Regions from separate parts of the Sus scrofa genome. Here region 2 is linked to region 1. Evidence: chromatin contacts called from public HiChIP or PLAC-seq data. All regions are on one chromosome and are shown on one strand. The core of a region is the stretch at or near the end of the contact, and the rest is flanking DNA. Distances in the headings are between cores, read along the strand shown.

What was found. HiChIP or PLAC-seq counts read pairs in DNA pulled down with a chosen protein or histone mark.
Region 2: a contact with region 1 is called in an H3K27ac HiChIP or PLAC-seq map of alveolar macrophages. The contact joins two enhancer-like sites. A contact is called at or near these places in 6 of 47 Hi-C or Micro-C datasets (brain, embryonic fibroblasts, fetal skeletal muscle and 3 more) and 1 of 2 datasets of contacts at active chromatin or transcription factors (alveolar macrophages).

The regions. Positions count from the first base shown.
Region 1 is chr8:28,068,801-28,073,583 of Sscrofa11.1, forward strand. DTHD1 (death domain-containing protein 1) reads left to right here. Exons shown (of 10, transcript XM_003128908.5): 10 at 3,043-4,783. The coding sequence ends at 3,401. Among named protein-coding and RNA genes, the nearest start is that of DTHD1, 74 kb to the left of the region's middle. Within about 2 kb of position 1,866, at least 2 of the 83 cell types and tissues checked have an H3K27ac peak or open chromatin away from gene starts, as enhancers often do. A contact at or near this core is called in alveolar macrophages, where this site is marked.
Region 2 is chr8:28,950,610-28,955,392 of Sscrofa11.1, forward strand. The region is part of intron 3 of NWD2 (NACHT and WD repeat domain-containing protein 2); the gene reads left to right. Among named protein-coding and RNA genes, the nearest start is that of C8H4orf19, 60 kb to the right of the region's middle. Within about 2 kb of position 2,147, at least 2 of the 83 cell types and tissues checked have an H3K27ac peak or open chromatin away from gene starts, as enhancers often do. A contact at or near this core is called in alveolar macrophages, where this site is marked.

The DNA.
Region 1 (4,783 bases), core at 616-3,115:
AAACTGGTAAATATAATTAGGAGATAAATATTGCAAATGTTACATAGGCATAACTCGAAGATATTGAAAGTCTGGTTCCAACTCACCACAATAAAGTGAGTATCATTCAAAGTAGATCATATGAATTTTTGGGTTTTCAAGCTCACATAAAAGTTAGGTTTACACTATACTGTAGTCTGTTAAGTGCACAACAGTCTTAAATCTAAAATAACAATGTTCATGCCTTAATTAAAAAATCCTTTGTTGCTAAAAAATGCTAATCATCATCTGAACCTTCAGCAAGTCCTAATCTTTTTACAATAGTAACATCAACAATCACTGATCACGGATTACTCTAACAGAAATTAATGGAAGAGTTTGAATACCAGGAGAATTACCCAAATGTGACATAGAAACACAAAGTAAGCAAATGCTGTTGGAAAAATGGCGCCTGTAGACTTGCTATACACAGGGTTGCCAAAAGCTTGAATTCAATTTGTAAAAAATGAAGTATCTGAAAGACAGTAAAGCAAAGCATGAGAAAATTGGTTATGCCTGTACTAGGATGCAGGGAAACAGAACCAAAGATGAAGATATGGTAGATCTGGGATATTCCATATACAGGAGATGGCTAAGGCAATTGCTAAGGGGGAAGGGACAGAAGTAGAAGGGGCCTGAGAGGAGAAGCAGTCACTCAGCACTATCAGGAGGAAGAGAGTCAGCAAAGGGTAAAGATAGGGAGACGGAACACCAGGGCAGGCCGTGGAACCCCAGGGAAGGATTAAATGCTCCATGGAAGTCAGAGAAGATGCAGAATGAGAATGAGTTGTTGAAAGCAGTATTTAGGAGAACTCTAGAAAGATCAGAAAGTAAGGCTTTAATAGAGCTTTAAAAGAGGATATATAACTCATAAGGTAAGGGCTTAAGGAGTGAGGTGATGGTGATGGACTTAAGGCAACAAGTTTACATTAGGCGTGAAAAGACTTTTTGGTAGAAAGAAGGGAAGAGAGAGCCTGAGAGCTTGAAACAGCATCAGAAATGGGAGGCCTAAGAGGGCTTGTGGGAACCATGGAAAGAACCTGATGGAGGAGGTGGTTAAGGAACAGGTGTGAAGGGAAATTTTTTGATGAAAAAACATGTGGGAGATGGCACCTGGCAAATGTGGAGGAGTGTGATTTTGTAAAGACAGTGATTTTGAAGTGAAAACAAGGTTAGAAGAATTCAGGTCAAGTGGCTTTAGGTAATGTTAGGAGAAACAGGCATTGGTTGGGTGAGAATAAGAGTGAGACTGGGGTTTAAGGATGGCAGAAAAGTTTTGTGTCATTGCTGTGGAAAATTTGAAACCAAATTCAGGAATCGGATGTTTTAATGGATTTGTAAGCTACTAAAGGCTTAAATTGTGTACAAAGCATAGAGTTTGTTGACCACACTCAGTATAGTTTCATAACCCTGGGCATCCCAGTGGCTGACTGCAGTGTGAGTAAGGCAGGATTGGTGACTGACGAATTGAGAACACTGAAAGCTAAAGAGGACAGCAGGCTTTAAGGTGGATGCAAGACCATTATTGAATCACAAAGCTGATCTTTAGGGGAAGTATGGGTACAGAGACAGATGATGGAATGACTGGGAGCCTTAAAGAAGGACTTGCAGTACTGGTGATGAGGCAAGAAGCATATGAAGCAGGAGCAAAGGAATAGAAGCTGTGGAATTTTAGGAGGTACTGGTTAGCAGTAATATTGATAAGTTGAAGCCATGGAGATAGAATAGCGGTAGCTGATCATGAAACATAAGGATTGGTCATGAAAGTTGGTTTCTCATATGGGGTTACCACACAGGTCATTGATGTGGACAGGATTAGGAAAGCATGTGGTCAGCGGTGTGACTGATTGTCAGCAGGGTTGCTGATGCTTCTGCCTGGCAACGGCAAGAGAGAAATGATGTGGAAGGGGAGAGGAAGGCTTATGCGGGCAGCAGGGACATTAAAATGAATATATGGCAAGATGGAAGCAGAATGTTGGTTTGAAAGTGAAAACAGGAAAGATGACTCCATTTCCTGGGTAGCTTTCATAGAAAAGTGGCATGATGTAAATGCAGGTGCAGTTTATGTGAGGAGATAGTTGGAAAGAATGGGTAAAAGAAGGTGGACATAGAATTCTTTCCTCATACCAAACCAGGGAAACTGCTGCAGGGGTTTGCATGACAGAGAGAGAAAGTGACTCTGAAGCAGCTTAGTGTTGACATATGGAAGGAGGGAGATAGTAGGACTTGGGGGACCTCTTGAGAGTGATGGATCTGAGCTAGAGAATGAAATAAAATGACAAGCAAACAGCAGAAGATTGGAATCATGAGTTTGGTGGTAGACAGGAGTCATGGAGTAAGGGAAGGGGTATGCTGAACATACAGGGTATATTCAGAGATGGTAGAGTTTCTCAATAGTCCAGAACCAGGCAATACAGGTTCTCTGTAAAGGACCTTCCAGAGAACTGCTCTTTGGGAAGTGGATCTTGGTGCGTTTGTGTGCATATGTAGTTGGGGAGGTTGGGGTGTGAAGATGGAGCAGCTGCTAGTATAATTTATACATTATGTTAGTACGAATTAAGAGAAGTATTTTTTGAGCCTAAAAAAAAAAAACTCTTTTAACATAGTGCTACTCAAAGTCAGGCCTCAGTATCAGCATCATCTGGGAGCTTGTTAAAAATGCCAATTTTTGGGCCCCATTCTAGTCTTACTTAAGTAGACTCTCTGGGGCGGAGGTCTAAAGCCCATTTTTAACAAGCCTGCCCGGATCTCAGGAAAGTTAAAATTTGAGAAGCACTTCTAACCTTCTGCAATGGGTGGGTCCCTCAGAAGACCCCGGAAAGCCCAGGGACTCAGAGTCTCTCAACTGTCCATCTGGGTGGTCCCCAATTATTCTGCTGCTCAGAGGACATACCAGAGATTGAGTAGATTTCCCATGACCAGGTGGAGGGCTAGATGAGCACACACCCCTTCCCCCCGACCCCTGCCCCCACTCCCGCCCCCGCGAAAGGGTCCTGACAATGAGTGTTCCCCGTGTGCCGGCAGAAGCCCTGTGGAACAGCTTGCTCTACTGGCTGTCGGAGGAGCTCTCAGAAGAAAACGCGCTGTGTCTCTCTGCATCCCTCCCGCTGCGCCGCAGCACCGTTCAGCTCATCAAACTGAAGGCCCCCAATGACCTTGCAGAACAGACCTACGAACTTCTCTGCTTCTGGAAAAGATCACTCCCAAATTCCACCGACAAACTTCGCCTTCTAGCTCGCCATCTCCGCAAGATAGGCAGGAGTGACCTTTCAGGAGAGCTCAAATTCAAGTGGGAAAATAAAGTGTTCACTGAACCACCACGGTGGTCTGATGGGGCAGAGGAAAGCCCTGTGGCTCCTTCTGCCCTAGAAGAAGGGCTGTAGCTGGCTTGAGGATGGCTTCTGTCAACGTGTTACTAGCAGTGTCCAAGTAATGTCTGAAGTGAATCTATGTGATAGATGTGTTATTGAGACAAGTGAAGAGGCGGTAATCAGACAAAACCATTTGTGGGTTGGCTTCCTCTTTCACGGTTCAGTGATATACGTTCTGCAGGTGTGACCGTCCAGAGTTCAGCCAAACTTATTATCAGTTGTAACAGAGCTTGCCCTGTTTATATTTTAATAGATAGGTTGCTTTTTATTTTTTTTAATTAAAAAAAAATTTTTTTTAAGGGTCGTAGATGCAACATTTGGAAGTTCCCAGGCTAGGGGTCAAATCTGACCTACAGCTGTCAGCCTATGCCAGGTCCTAGTGGTGTCTGCCACCTACACCACAGCTCATGGCAATGCCATATCCTTAACCCACTGAGGGAGGCCAGGGATTGAATCCGCATCCTTATGGATACTAGTCTGGTTTGTTTCTGCTGAGACACAACAGGAAGTCCTAGGTTGCTTTTTAAATATAAAGGAAAGGTGTAATCTACAGAATTCCTTTTTTTTTATTCTTATCTAAATAAAAATGAACATGTCATCCAGTACTCCAAGAAACTAATTCATGTAATGTGCAAACCATGGAACCCACAAGTAACAATACAAATAAAGTGAGCTGCAGAAACCTGATGTGAATGAGAGCAAATCAGTTTAACAGCCAAGGTTGAAATCAATTAAAACTAGAATGACCCTTCATCCATGTATTGTCACAAACCTTTCTTGTAAAATATAGCCTAAAATAGGGCAAACCTCATTTTTTTTTATTATTATTGGTCAGATGAGACAGCAGAGAGACAAGGATGCATCAGTGAAAGAACTCAGGGCCTTTTGTACTGAGGAAAACAACCTGCTACCAAATCAGTTTGACAGAAACCTTATTACATAAGCCCTTATGGGTCATTATTTTTTTTTAAAACCTGCCTGTAAAAAACACAAAGCTACAAGGAAAAAAATACTAATTACATAAGACTCTCTATCACTGATAATCCTCGTTAATGTTAAGTGTTTATGTATTGAGACTTGGGAAAACCTAGAGCACTTTAGTTCCCCAACACAGCATGACACGAATGGGCCATTGCATTAGCACCACCAGTTCACTCGTGGGGGACCGACAGGCCTTGGCTTGCAAATATTAGCAATGATGAGTCTCGGTTATTGAAATACCTGAAGGGTAATGAAATTACATGAAACAATAAACACTTTATATGGTTCTCAAATTTAAAGAAAGGATTTCCTCCTATAAATTAACCAGAGACTTAGATATCTATGGTTATGTTAACAAAGAGAATTCCAATTTTCAAACACATTCCTATGAAAAAGACTCTGAGGAGCCTTTC
Region 2 (4,783 bases), core at 897-3,396, 880 kb after region 1:
CACATTATGAACTGCTCTTTCTGACAGTGGCTATTTTTAAAACATTCAGAAAGTCACTGGTTTAGGCAATTTGATTCGTTTTAAGTTAGGGGTGAACACTGGGCTTAACTTGGGCTGAATACTGGAATTATTAGAACTAAAAAATACTGTTGCTTTGTCCCAATTCCAGATATTTTTATTTATCTGGTCTGAGATGTCACCCGGGCATCAGAGTTGTTTTGTTTTGTTTTAACTCTGATCAGTGATTCTCTCTGCAGCCAAGATTGAGATTTACCACCTGAGGTCCATCAAAAATCAGTTTTGTACATGAGAGAACTGTGTTAAAGTGATTTGCCAAAAGTCATACTGGTAACCAGTAGAAAAGTTTCCTGAAGGAACTTTATAGATATTTTGGAACCTATCAGAGTTCAGGAAATTTTTTTTTTTTTTTTTTGGAATGCTCTTAGAAGGGAGGGGGAGATAGAATGGAGAATATATGATGACTATCTAATCTGTTTTCCAATTTATAACTTGATATTTATATTTCAATGCATATGTGAGTTTAGCTATTAAATTTTCATTCACAGAGTTAATTCAAATTCAATTTGATGTGCCAGTATAACCTCCGTCACTTTTTTTTTTTTTTGGTTTTCACAACATTGAGAGAATTTGCCACTGACAGGCATGAATGTAAGATGGTTTCACCTTCCGCTATTATTTTCTCAGAGACTGTGTGTTGGTGATGCCTCATCTCCTACTAGTAGATAGGAAAGCACTTGTGACTGTCCATCAAAACCTCCACACTCTATGAAGGATAGTGAGCAGAGGTGCTCGTATTCCAGAACTCTGTGGCCTACAGACAGAAGATACATGCATGGATTTTAGGATTAAAGGGACAGAAGAAACAGCATTAGAATATACCATGAACACATTCATTATATGTCAAAGTGCCCAGAGCCAGCTAATCAGGTAATATGTAAGCACTAGATGGAGCAATGAGTGTGCTGGGGTCAAGGGAGGCTTTAAGATGATTGAGTTAATAAACAGGAGTTCCCATTGTGGCTCAGCAGTAATAAATCCAACCAGTATCCATGAGGACATGGGTTCAATCCCTGGCCCTGCTCAGTGGGTTAAGGATCCAGCATTTCCGTGAGCTGCGGTGTAGGTTGCAGATGCGGCTCACATCTGGCGTTGCTGTGGCTGTGGCGTAGGCCAGCAGCTGTGGCTCTGATTCGACCCCTAGCCTGGGAATTTACATATGCCATAGGTATGACTATAAAAAGAAAAAAAATGTTTTAAAAAGTGAATAATCATTTTAAGTTAAAGTAAAAAATACTTTTGTAATAGCAAAAGTGTTTTGATAGGTGGGAGAGGAGGAAAGAGAAATATCTGGTGAAGACCTAGCAAGAGGGGAACTAGGTATATGAGTTTTCCGTATGAGGAGTTTGTTTTGCGGGGGTTTTTTTTAGGGCTGCGCCTACAGCATATGGAAGTTCCCAAGCTAGGGTTGAATCAGAGCTGTAGCTGCCTGCCTACACCACAGCCACAGCCACATGGGATCCAAGCCACTTCTAAGACCTATACCACAGCTCACAGCAATGCCAGATCCTTGATCCACTGAGTGAGGCCAAGGATCAAAGCTGCATCCTCATGGATACTAGTTGGGTTCTTAACCTGCTGAGCCACAACAGGAACTCCCTTAAGGAGTTTTTTATTCATAGAATATCAGTGCCCCAAACGAACTCAGAGAGCACATCTTCCTCATCATCCAGAGGAAGAAGCTAAAGCATAGAGACACAACACAGTGGCACTGCCCACCCCGCGCCTCCCCCACCCCCCGCCCCAGAAGTTCTCCCTCCTGTTCAAATGTGGTCCTGGGTTGTCACACATGGCCTCACCTCACCAAATTTGAGAGGTTTAAGAATCATTATATTCTGTACCTATCTTCATCAGCTTAAACATCTTCATTTGATGAACTAAAATGTGAATACAGAGCAGTAAAAACCACCTCTTAAGCCCATATGCCTGTCAAAAGATAAACAGAGGCATATTAAAGTTTTTAAGAATTTAGGCAAAAATCAGTTCAAATTGGGGAGCATCTGATCTGACCAATAGAAAGGAGAAGCTGGACAAAATGAAAGACTTTCATAGACAGAAAGGAAGAGGAACAAGGAAGTTATACGAAGCAAAAATACTAGGTTATTGCAAGGTCATTTTCGCAAGTCACCTAACTGGTACCGATCAGGCAATTCCCCATTGACTGGTTTAAGCCCCTGTTTCTGAGAGACCCTGTAATTCAGTTGTCTCAATTTGGTGGGGCTTAGCGTACGTGACTCCATTGGGAGCCCAGAGTCCTGTTTTTCACATGCTTGTGAGTCTAATTAGCTTGAGTCTAATTAGCTTCCATTAAAACTAAAGACTAAAGCACAGATAATAAAACATGATCATTAAACAACTGTAACCAGACATAGGGATCAGAATTTGTGAACCTCAGCTCTATGGACATTTTAGGCGGAGCATCTGTTGCAGGATGCTTGGCAGCAGTCCCTCTCTCTACCCATCAAGTACCAGCAGCAAGCCTTCCACCACCACCTCCAGGTTATGACAACCGAAATTGTCTCCTGGGAGTAGAATCCACCCCCTTCCTCCCCTCCACATTGAGAACCATTGATGGAGATAATGTAAGAAAGTCTGGGATTACACAGTTAGTTGATCCAGGATTCTCGGTGAGAAGTGGGCAGGGAGGCACCAGCCCTGGACCTCCCTGAAGGGGGTGGGAGGGGTAATCTCCATTCAGCTCAGCTCCGGCTCATTGCTCCTGTGGGGCTCTGCCCTCGGAGGAGGAGTACTCAGTAATCGCCTCTGGGAGCGAAGTCGGACCCTGCAGTTGGCCATTTATTGACCTCACCATCACCTCCATTGGTGCGGGTTGTCTGACCTTCTTAGAGTCTCCTAAAACTGCAGAGCTAGTCTCCCTCTCAGAGAATTTGCAAATTATCTGACCCTTCTTTGAGTCTCCTTAAAAACTTTAGGAACTAGTCTCCATCTCAGAGAATTTCCAAGCACAGAGGGACTTTCTCATTCACACTGGGATGTCTGTGAACGCTGTGGCCACTGCGGAATGCTCCTGACCCCAATCTCAACCTCACATAAAATCATCCCCAGCCACCGTCCAGTGGCCGGCAGACCCGGAGCCGCTGTCTTTTGGTTCTCCTGTCGGAATGCTCTGGCTCCGACCCACTGAGCCTCAGCAAGTGGGAAGCAGCAGTCAGTGAGGCCAAGCCAGGAATGTTGGGCCTTTTTCTTAGAAAACAAAGGCTCCACTTTACGCTAGCCAGCAACATCTGCAAAAAAAACCCTGACCTTGATGATAATCAAATAAAAGAGGATTCAGAGAAAACTGTCTGTCATGCTATGAATAATCCCCAGTCTCTTGGGCATTTTATCATTTCTCTGTCAGAACCATCTACGCTACCTAATTTACAAGAGAAGTGATTGGCCCTCAAAGCTAATTTTTAGAAGAGGTTCTACGACAACTTCAGTAGTTTTGATTTTTTAATTAAGGTCCTTTATTATTGTCCTGGGCTCTGTGTTGTCATTAAGAAATGCCTGATCATCCTGAAGAGTGGAGAAAATTCAAAATTATCCAATAAACTTGAAAATTTCCACAGAAAATAGTCCAGGCATATTTTTAAAGATGGGAAATGGGAGTTCCCTAGCAGCCTAGTGTTTAAGGATCTGGCATTGTCACTACTGCGGCATGGGTTCGATCTCTGGCCCAGGAATTTCCACAGGCATAGCCTGCATATATATATGAAACAGGTACAAATACCGCCACAGACCCTTAATGGATCCTAGTGACTTTCAGTAAGGCCCACTATTTTAGGTTTTTTTCCGAAATGCTTAGAAAGCTGAATTCTGCACAGCAGTAGCACTCTGCTGGCTGGAATTTGGGGTTTCTGGCTCCTAACCTTCCTCCTGCTGGCTCTCTTCACAGCTCCTGATGCAACAGAGACTGGATCAGTTGCTATTCTTTCTACGGTTTTCTTCTTAGCCAACATCCATCTCTTCTGTCAAAACTTTCTCAGGTTGAATTGGTCCAATTCCCCTGGTCCCCAGGCTGGGAGTATAAGGTTAACCTTTGACAAAGAATTCTTCACTTTGGTAAAGCATTGTGAAATGAATGATCCTCCAATTGCAAAGAACATCCTTCCAAATATGAGTAATATTCTTTTCAGACAGCTTCTAAGAAAGAAGAAAGATGAAGTGGGGGAAGAGACACCTTGAGGTGACTAGGGAAGGCTTTGCCACTCATTTGCCTGATATTTTCCATCCCTTAATACAGCCACCCTAGGCACTAAAGTAAGCGCATCATCTCGCCGCCGCCGCACTGGTCATCTGTTTAGCATCTGTTTTCATTCTGAAAGCCTTCGTTGTCTGTCTTTTCCTTATGTATTCATCGGCATTATTTTCACTTCACGTGATTAAACAAGAAGTCTCAATAGGGGTGGGAGAAGGAGACCAGGGCTTTTCAGGGGAGGTAGTAAAATTAGTTAACACCAGAATAGCCCAGAACAGAAGCTGGACGTAATGGAGTTATTGGTTCATACGGACTGAAAAAAATCAACCTGTTGTCTTGTGTAATGTGCAGCACAGCAGGGGAGAGTGATCCGCAGAAATAGGCATCTACGTACTCCAAGATAAGACTCCCAAAATAGGGGAAGACTCCTTCCATTTAATGAAAATAGGGGCTACATAGAAGCCATAGCACTGGTGTCCTGCCATCATTTTTTTTTTTTTTTGG